Linked DNA regions of Sus scrofa: region 1 is linked to region 2. A link is a contact called in public HiChIP or PLAC-seq data. All regions are on one chromosome and are shown on one strand. Each heading gives the region's core, a stretch centred on a gene start, on an enhancer-like site or on the middle of the called end of the contact. The rest is flanking DNA. Distances are from core to core; before and after follow the strand shown. Region 1 overlaps LOC110259987 (a long non-coding RNA gene). Region 2 has its middle 540 kb from the start of CITED2.

Region 1 (3,659 bases), core at 150-2,649, 210 kb before region 2:
ATAAGCCTCTCATGGCTTAAAAAAGTCAGAGACCCACAGACTCTTAGGGTTGAGAGGTCACTAATTTCAAGTCAACACCACTTTTTTCAGAACAAAAAGACAGTTACTTATAGAGTGCCTACTATGTGTGAAAACCCCTTTCTATCAATTGCCCACCTGCTTTCTGTTGGCAAATCCTATACCTTGTCCTAGAGAAGAGTCAGGCATTTCCTCCTTTACAGTGATTTTCTCAACTTTCATCAGTCCTCCCTGCCCCTGCTCCAGGTGATTTGGCCTAGACATCCTTCTGTCTGTTTCAAAGGAGATTATTATTGAGAGATTTCTGAGGGCAGGGACCTGTATCCCTAGCTGCTGGCCCACAGTGAACACATAGACTGTTGAATGAGTAAGTAAATGAATAATTATTAAAGGCACTGTTTTAGGTACTCTGGAAAGACAGAGGGTAGTATGAGAAATGGTATTTGCCATTAAAGATTTTATGAATAATTGTGAAGTAAAAAGCTAATTAACAGTGCATATTTAAAAACTAAAAAAGACAGCAGTGGATGTCAGATGGTTCAATGTGCTTGTTAAATAAAGGGCAGCACACAGTTAATGCTTTAGGGGTTATGTCTTTTATTGAAAATCAAAAGATCCTGGGAAAATAAGATAGCAAACAGCTCAGATGTACTTTTTTGTGTGATTACATTATGTGGTTTTATTTTATAATTTTTAAAATCAGTAAAACAATTCACTACTTAATAATCATATCTTGTTCTTATACAACTATAAGAACTTATAAGGAAACCTTTTTACTTTTTTGTCGTGACTAATCTCCCAGTTGACATACAGCTGAACGAGGATCAGAAAATGTAGTGTCTTCTTTAAAATACACATTTCTTTTTGGTGGGATGGTGTGGTTGTTAGTCTTTATTAGTCATTGGGCTGTTTACCACATAAGTTAGGTCATCTCCTCAGAGTGCTTATGAATGGTATAAAAGAACTCTACTCAGATTAGTAAGCATGAGTTGCCTTTTTCAAATCAGGGGTTGCATGCATTCCTGATTGGGGAGAAATGGGCTTCCTTTCTGAGGGGGCTTTCTCAGGGAGAAGGAAAGGAAATCCTCATGTAGTTTTTGCTTCATTGAGCGGATGACTTGGCAAGTTTTCTAGACTATGTCGACTTACCTTTCTCCTTTACCACAGAGGTAGGGATGCCAAGGATATATTTTCCAACCTTTATATTGCTCCCCAGTGTAAATTATATAAAAATTTTAAGTTATGTTAAATTCTTTTTATTTACAGAAAAATGCATTCCACTTACAGATGCCCTTTAAGCCATAAACATAGCCACAGCCCCTCACAACCCTAAACAAATGGAGTACAGCTATGTGGAATCTGTAACATGGGCTTGTTACTAGGATGACTAGGGCATGACTCAATCTGTCTCTAAATATCCCTGAGTAATATAGATGTAGGCACTTTTCATTATGCAAAAAAGATATTTATATCAGTATTAATCAGAAATTTGGATGCTAACTGTAAGAGGAGTATAGAAACTACTTCAGTCCTGCCTAGAAAAATGCGTCGTGTGGTTCAAGCAATTAGGGAGAGTTATCAACAAAGAGAATTGTTTCTAGTAGAAAACTGTAAATTAATTTTATTCAAGCAAGACCTCATATTACTATAAAATAATTATCAATCATACATACAGTTTAAAATTTTATCATAGCGTATACATAAGGATGGCAGTAAGCTGTGCCCCAGAAAATTAATTCACATGGCCCATTGAGCTGTGAGATACCTGGTCTATCACTTCAGTAGCTTTTGAGGGTGATTCTGAGATGGTGCCTCTTGTCAAACTTTGGGAAAATAGGGAGCTATTGCAGCAAGTAGGAGTACTGAGAGCTTTAGAACACCCAGTGACTTAAATATAGAAAATATTAAGTGTGTGAATAAGTGAACCTGGAAGATTGCCACTTTCCATTCCTTCATTTACTACCTTGGATTACAAGGTATTTTTTAAAGATTTCATTTGCCTTGCCTTTACAAATGGCAGGCAGGGCTCACAGCATACCTTTTCTTGTGACTCTCAGGGATTCCGCCTCTTTACCAAGCCAAAGAAGATGCTCAGTTAATGACTGAAATTCACTATCTCATCCAAGAAAGGTTGTCATACTCACTGTTTGATCTAAAATATCTCTGCTATAATCTCTGAGGCTTGGGAAGACCATTTTAATGTATTAGAGAAAGGACTTTGAGTTCTGCAGGATTTTGAAAAAAAATTTTTTTCTGTACCAGATAGCTCAGAAGTAATATAGTTTAGTTTATTAAAAAATAAGTAAATAGGAGTTCCCGTCGTGGCGCAGTGGTTAACGAATCCGACTAGGAACCATGAGGTTGCGGGTTCGGTCCCTGCCCTTGCTCAGTGGGTTAATGATCCGGCGTTGCCGTGAGCTGTGGTGTAGGTTGCAGACACGGCTCGGATCCTGTGTTTACTGTGGCTCTGGTGTAGGCCGGCAGCTACAGCTCCGATTAGACCCCTAGCCTGGGAACCTCCATATGCCAAGGGAGCGGCCCAAGAAATAGCAAAAAGACAAAAGACAAAAAAAAAAAAGTAAATAAATTGAACAAGAAGAAAGAAGACCCTGCATTCTAGTTCCACTCCTACTAATTTGTAGCCATAGGGCCTTGATTCAATTAATTGACTTCTTTTGAATCTCTGTTTCTTCATCTGTAAATACCATTCACATTAAGCTAGAGTGGTATTATTGCTTACCAGACAAAGAGATGTTTATGTACTACACTGGAAAGGTCAGACAGATGGGACTATTTTAGATTGAAAGTGCATGTGTAGGAGTCCTGCCTTTTGTGAGCCACGTAAATTCCCAAGGGGTCTGGTAACTTGCTGTGTCCCCAGCAGGAACTCAAAAAAGTCCTGTGATGGTGATGAATATGACACCACTAAATAAGGCCACATCTAACACAAAGAGAAACCTGGGAAAGTAAACAAAACAAAAACCTGAACTTCATCTCTAGGTACTTTGTGTGACTTTGGATGGGTCATTATACCATTTTCAGCTCATTAAATTGATTCATGAAAAAAGAACCAAATGCTAATGAAGGGAGGGAAGTCATATGATTGGAGCAGAATGGGATTGTTGAGCCCATGAGGTGCAAAGTACAGTACTGTGAAGTGTATGCTATTCTACATCTATTCCCTTCAAAGCTTCCCATAAAAATTAGCACTGGGTGATGCTAGTTAAGGTGTTTATGGAAATTGCTTAGAATACATAATATGTTTGAATTAAGAGGGAGCTTAGAAATATTGTAGGTTAACTTCTTTTTTTTTTTTTTATCTTTTATCTAGGAAATATGCCTTCTTGAAATTCTCCTTTTTTTTTTTTCTTTTCAAAAAGCAAAGTGACTTAAACAAGATTAAATGAACAAAGCAATAGCTTTCCTAGTTTAAACGCAGAGAGTTCCTACTGATTACTGTTTATACTGAAATTTCCACATAGGTTCTGCAAGAGAGAGAAACGATTAACTGAATCCCATACAACGCAGGAAGATGCAGGACAGGGGAATGAAAATTGTCCCAGGGGAACAAATAATCTCTCCAGCCCTGCAGTGATTTGCTTCTGCTCTACAGTTTGACTCTCTCCAAATCTGATTTCCAA
Region 2 (4,017 bases), core at 515-3,014:
ATACTTAAATATAGATATAGATATATAGTATATAAATACACTATAAATATAGTAAAGTATAGAAAAAAGATACAAAACAATTGGTCATCTTGACAGATTTTATTTGTGAAGTAGATTTTGTTCCTTCCATACTTGTTGACATTTTTCAATTTCAGCAATCAATATTTTTAAAAGCTGCCAGCAGGTATTGCAATATTCCTTTTAGATACCCTATTTCCACCAAAGACAGATTTCAGTGACCTCTTTAACTCGATGTTATTTCTGCATTTTTCTCAAAGTATTACTAATTCCTCCAAGTTCATTTGTATCCTCTAAGACTCTTCTTATACCGAAACAACTCTTACTATAAAGTAACTTTTTATGTATATGGATGGTGTATATTCAGAACATATGACATATTCAGATATTTGTTAAAATCATTTTCATAAAATTAACTTTTCAGTAAGGAAGTTGAACTTTGGGAACAAACACTATGTCATTTGAAAATTCTTTTCTCCTCTACATCACTGCAGTTTTCTAAACAATGTAGGTATTTCACTATTGACTAAGCTTTTTAAAAATTTTGTTTCTTTCCTGTTTTTAGAAGTGACACAGGTCATCAAAACAGAAAATATGAAGAAAATAAAAACCTTCCCCAAATAACCATGGGTTAACCAAGGCAATAAACTGAAAAGTCAGTATATACAAACTTGTGAAATACTTCAAAATTGGGAAGCTAGCCAAAGCATCAATGAGGCAATCTGATGGCTGTGATGCAAATGAAAAACTCAAATGACTCCTCACATTCATCTTTACCAAGAAAACCATTAGGAACTCTTTCACTTCCCGTTTTACTTATGAGGCTTATCCTTAAGAGTGATACAGGCAGAGACTTTAAAAACATATATTGCTATGAAGTAGACAATGCTTCTATGAAATCACCCACAGCTGCCCAGCTAGTTATAGAAAGAAATGTGCTCAGGGTGGAAGGGAGGAATGTGTGGCCAGAGACTTTATTTGATATGATTGAAAAGTAACCCAGCTGAGTAATGAGATGTATAGACTGTAGCCAGGTAGCAATTTTGACACTCTTCAGTTGTGTCATTCAGATGACGTAGTCTTTCTTTGCTACAGTCTCCTCATCATCAAAAAGGGAAAAATGGTATTACTATCTTTCTGATAAGGTCTCATAAGGTCTCATAAGTTCTCATATCGCTCATGAGGATTACATAAATTAATTTTAGTAAAACACATAAAGTATTTTGATTAGAGTCTGGTGTTTATTTCTGTGCAGATTTTTTTTTTTTTGTAGACTTAATTTTTTTTTTTTTTTTTTTTTGTTTAGAGCAGTTTAAGTTCACAAGAAAATTGAATGGGAACTACAGAGAGTTCCCATAGCCCACTGCATACACGGTGTCACCTCAGCCTCCCAGAGCGTCCTCCACCAGAGTGGTACCATTTGTTACAACTGATGAACCTACATTGACAGGTCATTTTCACCCAAAGCCTTAGGTTGCATTAGGGTTCACTCTTGCTGTTGGACCTCCTGTGGGTTTTGGCATATGTATATTGGCATGTATTTTAATAATAAAAAGTAGTTTGGGTGTTAGGGACTAGATTGTTACATTTTTGTTACAAATAGAAGGAAAGTTGCGGGATTGTTAGTGAAATTTCTTTCTGTAAGGAAACTGGTATTTTTCCCTTTCGTCCCTTCTCCACCCACTGGAAGTTGTGATGAGGCAGTTGTTTAGTGGTTAACATGCATGACCTAATGGGGAAAAAAATGTGGTTTCTGTAGGAGGAAATCATGACAGATGAACCATCATGGTTCTTTGTAAGGTCATGCCAAAGGGGAAAGAAGTAGATAAAATTTAAATTTTAGAAAAAGTCAAAGTCTTTATGTTAGTGAAGATAACATTTTAGTCTTATGGTATTTTGTAGAAGGCTAATGATGTTCTGCTGAATTGCTTGTGGTGAATTCTAACACAAATGAAATTTATTATTTAGGAGAAAAAGGAATGATGGCATGGAACTCATTGCCCAGAAGGCTGAAAACATAAATTAGTGTAAGGTCAATTTAAGTAAATTCATAAATTATTGATTGATATTAATATATAGAAGAGGGAGATTTGCTCACTTCCACCCTAGTGTAGATACCTGTATAAATATAACCAATATCTATGTCTTTCACAGAGATACTGCTCAACAGTCTATAGGGTTAACCTACAGAATGTGCCATCTTTCAGTTGGCTGGAGCAAGACCATACAGAAATAGGCCTGATTAAGATAGTGCTCTAAAAAGGAATCTGCTATCAAAAGGGGTTTGGGTTCTTCTGAATATCAAAGTCTTGACTCTATTGGATAAGAGAAAGTGATTATATATTCATAAAACCAAAACCTAAGGAAATCTTTAATAAATGAATACAGAAAACCAGAAAAGGATTAAACGTAAATCACTGACTCCATAATATGGAATAACCCCATCTATTGGGCTAAGCTCACCTATGTGGCTGCCCGAGGCATGGGAAGTTCCTGTGCCAGGGATCAAACCTGTGCCACAATAGTGACCAGAGTGATGACAGCAGGATCCTTAACCTGCTAGGCCGCCAGGGAACTCCATAAGTTCCCCTACTCTTGACCTTATAGTACTCCATGATCTCACTCTCTTGTCCATTAACATACTCTCTTGTAACTGTTTATCTAAAATGGAAGTCTTCTTTAGACCTGGAAAAGTTCATAAATTCATTCAGAAAATATTTGTTGAGCATCTACTTGCCAAGTCTAAAAGTGAGCAATAAAGACAAAGCCCATGCCCTCCTCTAGCTAAAAGAGAGTAAATCCTGGTTGAAAGAATGAAAGAGAATTATGTGCATGTTATAAACTTGACAAGCATAAATATAACAGATACAAGATGTTCTGTGATGAAGTTCTGAGATGCCTCATCTATCTCTCTCAACCGAGCTTGCAGGGAAGACCCTTACCCCGTCTGTGTTCTGTTACAGTCCGTTTCTTTTCCTGCCTTGTCCAGTAGGCACACACCTGTGGTGCAGGAGGAGAGCACGTGTATGCGCTTTTGTGTACTTCTCTATTTCATTGTACGTGAATGGGAATTGACCAGGTATTGGAACTTTTCATTACTACTTGTATCACTTTCTTGGCCTTTCCGTCTGCAAGTGCTCAAGGTTTAATATGTTTTCCTTTTAACACTGTGTTGCTGAGGAGGCTGTGTGACATGTGCCTCGTTTGCTTTCCATGTTATCTCTAGAAATGTAGGTCTCTTTCTTGTGAATATTGTGCCCTGGGTGTCCTCCTGTTCGGCAGTATGGGCAAAAGAGGGCAATTTAAACACCTTTGGACTAAGAGAATCACTTCCTGACTGATGGAAGTCTCAGAAGGAACATGGTGGAGGAGCTTAGGCACCAGGACTCTGCCTGTGTAACTTTATTAAACCCACTGTTACCCTCTCTCCTCCCTCCAGCCCTCTGGGATTTAAAAATGGTGTTCCCATTTAACTCTTCTATGCCCAGTAGTGTATGGAGTACGCTACCAATGTCTGCAATGAAATCTTGTGCTTTCTGGATAGTTGTTTGATCGGTTATGTCATGTCTTATTAAAAATATGTCTATAATTTTAAAAAGGAAAAGAGAGAAAGGAGGGAACAAAACCGTATTTCAGAGGTATTGTGCTGGTTGCTTTAGTTTTTTATTCTTTTATTTAAACATCATAATTAATATTTCCTTATAATTTATATTTAAAGAAAACAAAACCCGAGGTTCAGAGAGGTCAACTAATTTATAACACACTGTGTGGCTGGGAAGTAAAACCACATCATTTCTGCCCCAGAGCCAGTGATCTTTCTACTTGAATTATTTGCATCATTGCCATGCTTTTTTTTAAATTTGGTGTGGAAGGATCGGGATTTATTAACCACTATATGCACATTTTTAAAAAGAAAGAGCTGATGTTTAAATTCATAAATATTTGTTTTTGAATATACTGAGACAGTCTTTTTGTTCTCTTTCACCTAACCTTTCTTTC

Evidence for each region. HiChIP or PLAC-seq counts read pairs in DNA pulled down with a chosen protein or histone mark.
Region 1: an H3K27ac HiChIP or PLAC-seq map of alveolar macrophages shows a contact between it and region 2. The contact joins two enhancer-like sites. A contact is called at or near these places in 1 of 47 Hi-C or Micro-C datasets (embryonic fibroblasts) and 1 of 2 datasets of contacts at active chromatin or transcription factors (alveolar macrophages).

The regions. Positions count from the first base shown.
Region 1 is chr1:24,828,056-24,831,714 of Sscrofa11.1, reverse strand. The region is part of intron 2 of LOC110259987 (a long non-coding RNA gene); the gene reads left to right. Among named protein-coding and RNA genes, the nearest start is that of CITED2, 330 kb to the left of the region's middle. Within about 2 kb of position 1,399, at least 4 of the 83 cell types and tissues checked have an H3K27ac peak or open chromatin away from gene starts, as enhancers often do. A contact at or near this core is called in alveolar macrophages, where this site is marked.
Region 2 is chr1:24,617,833-24,621,849 of Sscrofa11.1, reverse strand. No RefSeq gene overlaps it. Among named protein-coding and RNA genes, the nearest start is that of CITED2, 540 kb to the left of the region's middle. Within about 2 kb of position 1,764, at least 4 of the 83 cell types and tissues checked have an H3K27ac peak or open chromatin away from gene starts, as enhancers often do. A contact at or near this core is called in alveolar macrophages, where this site is marked.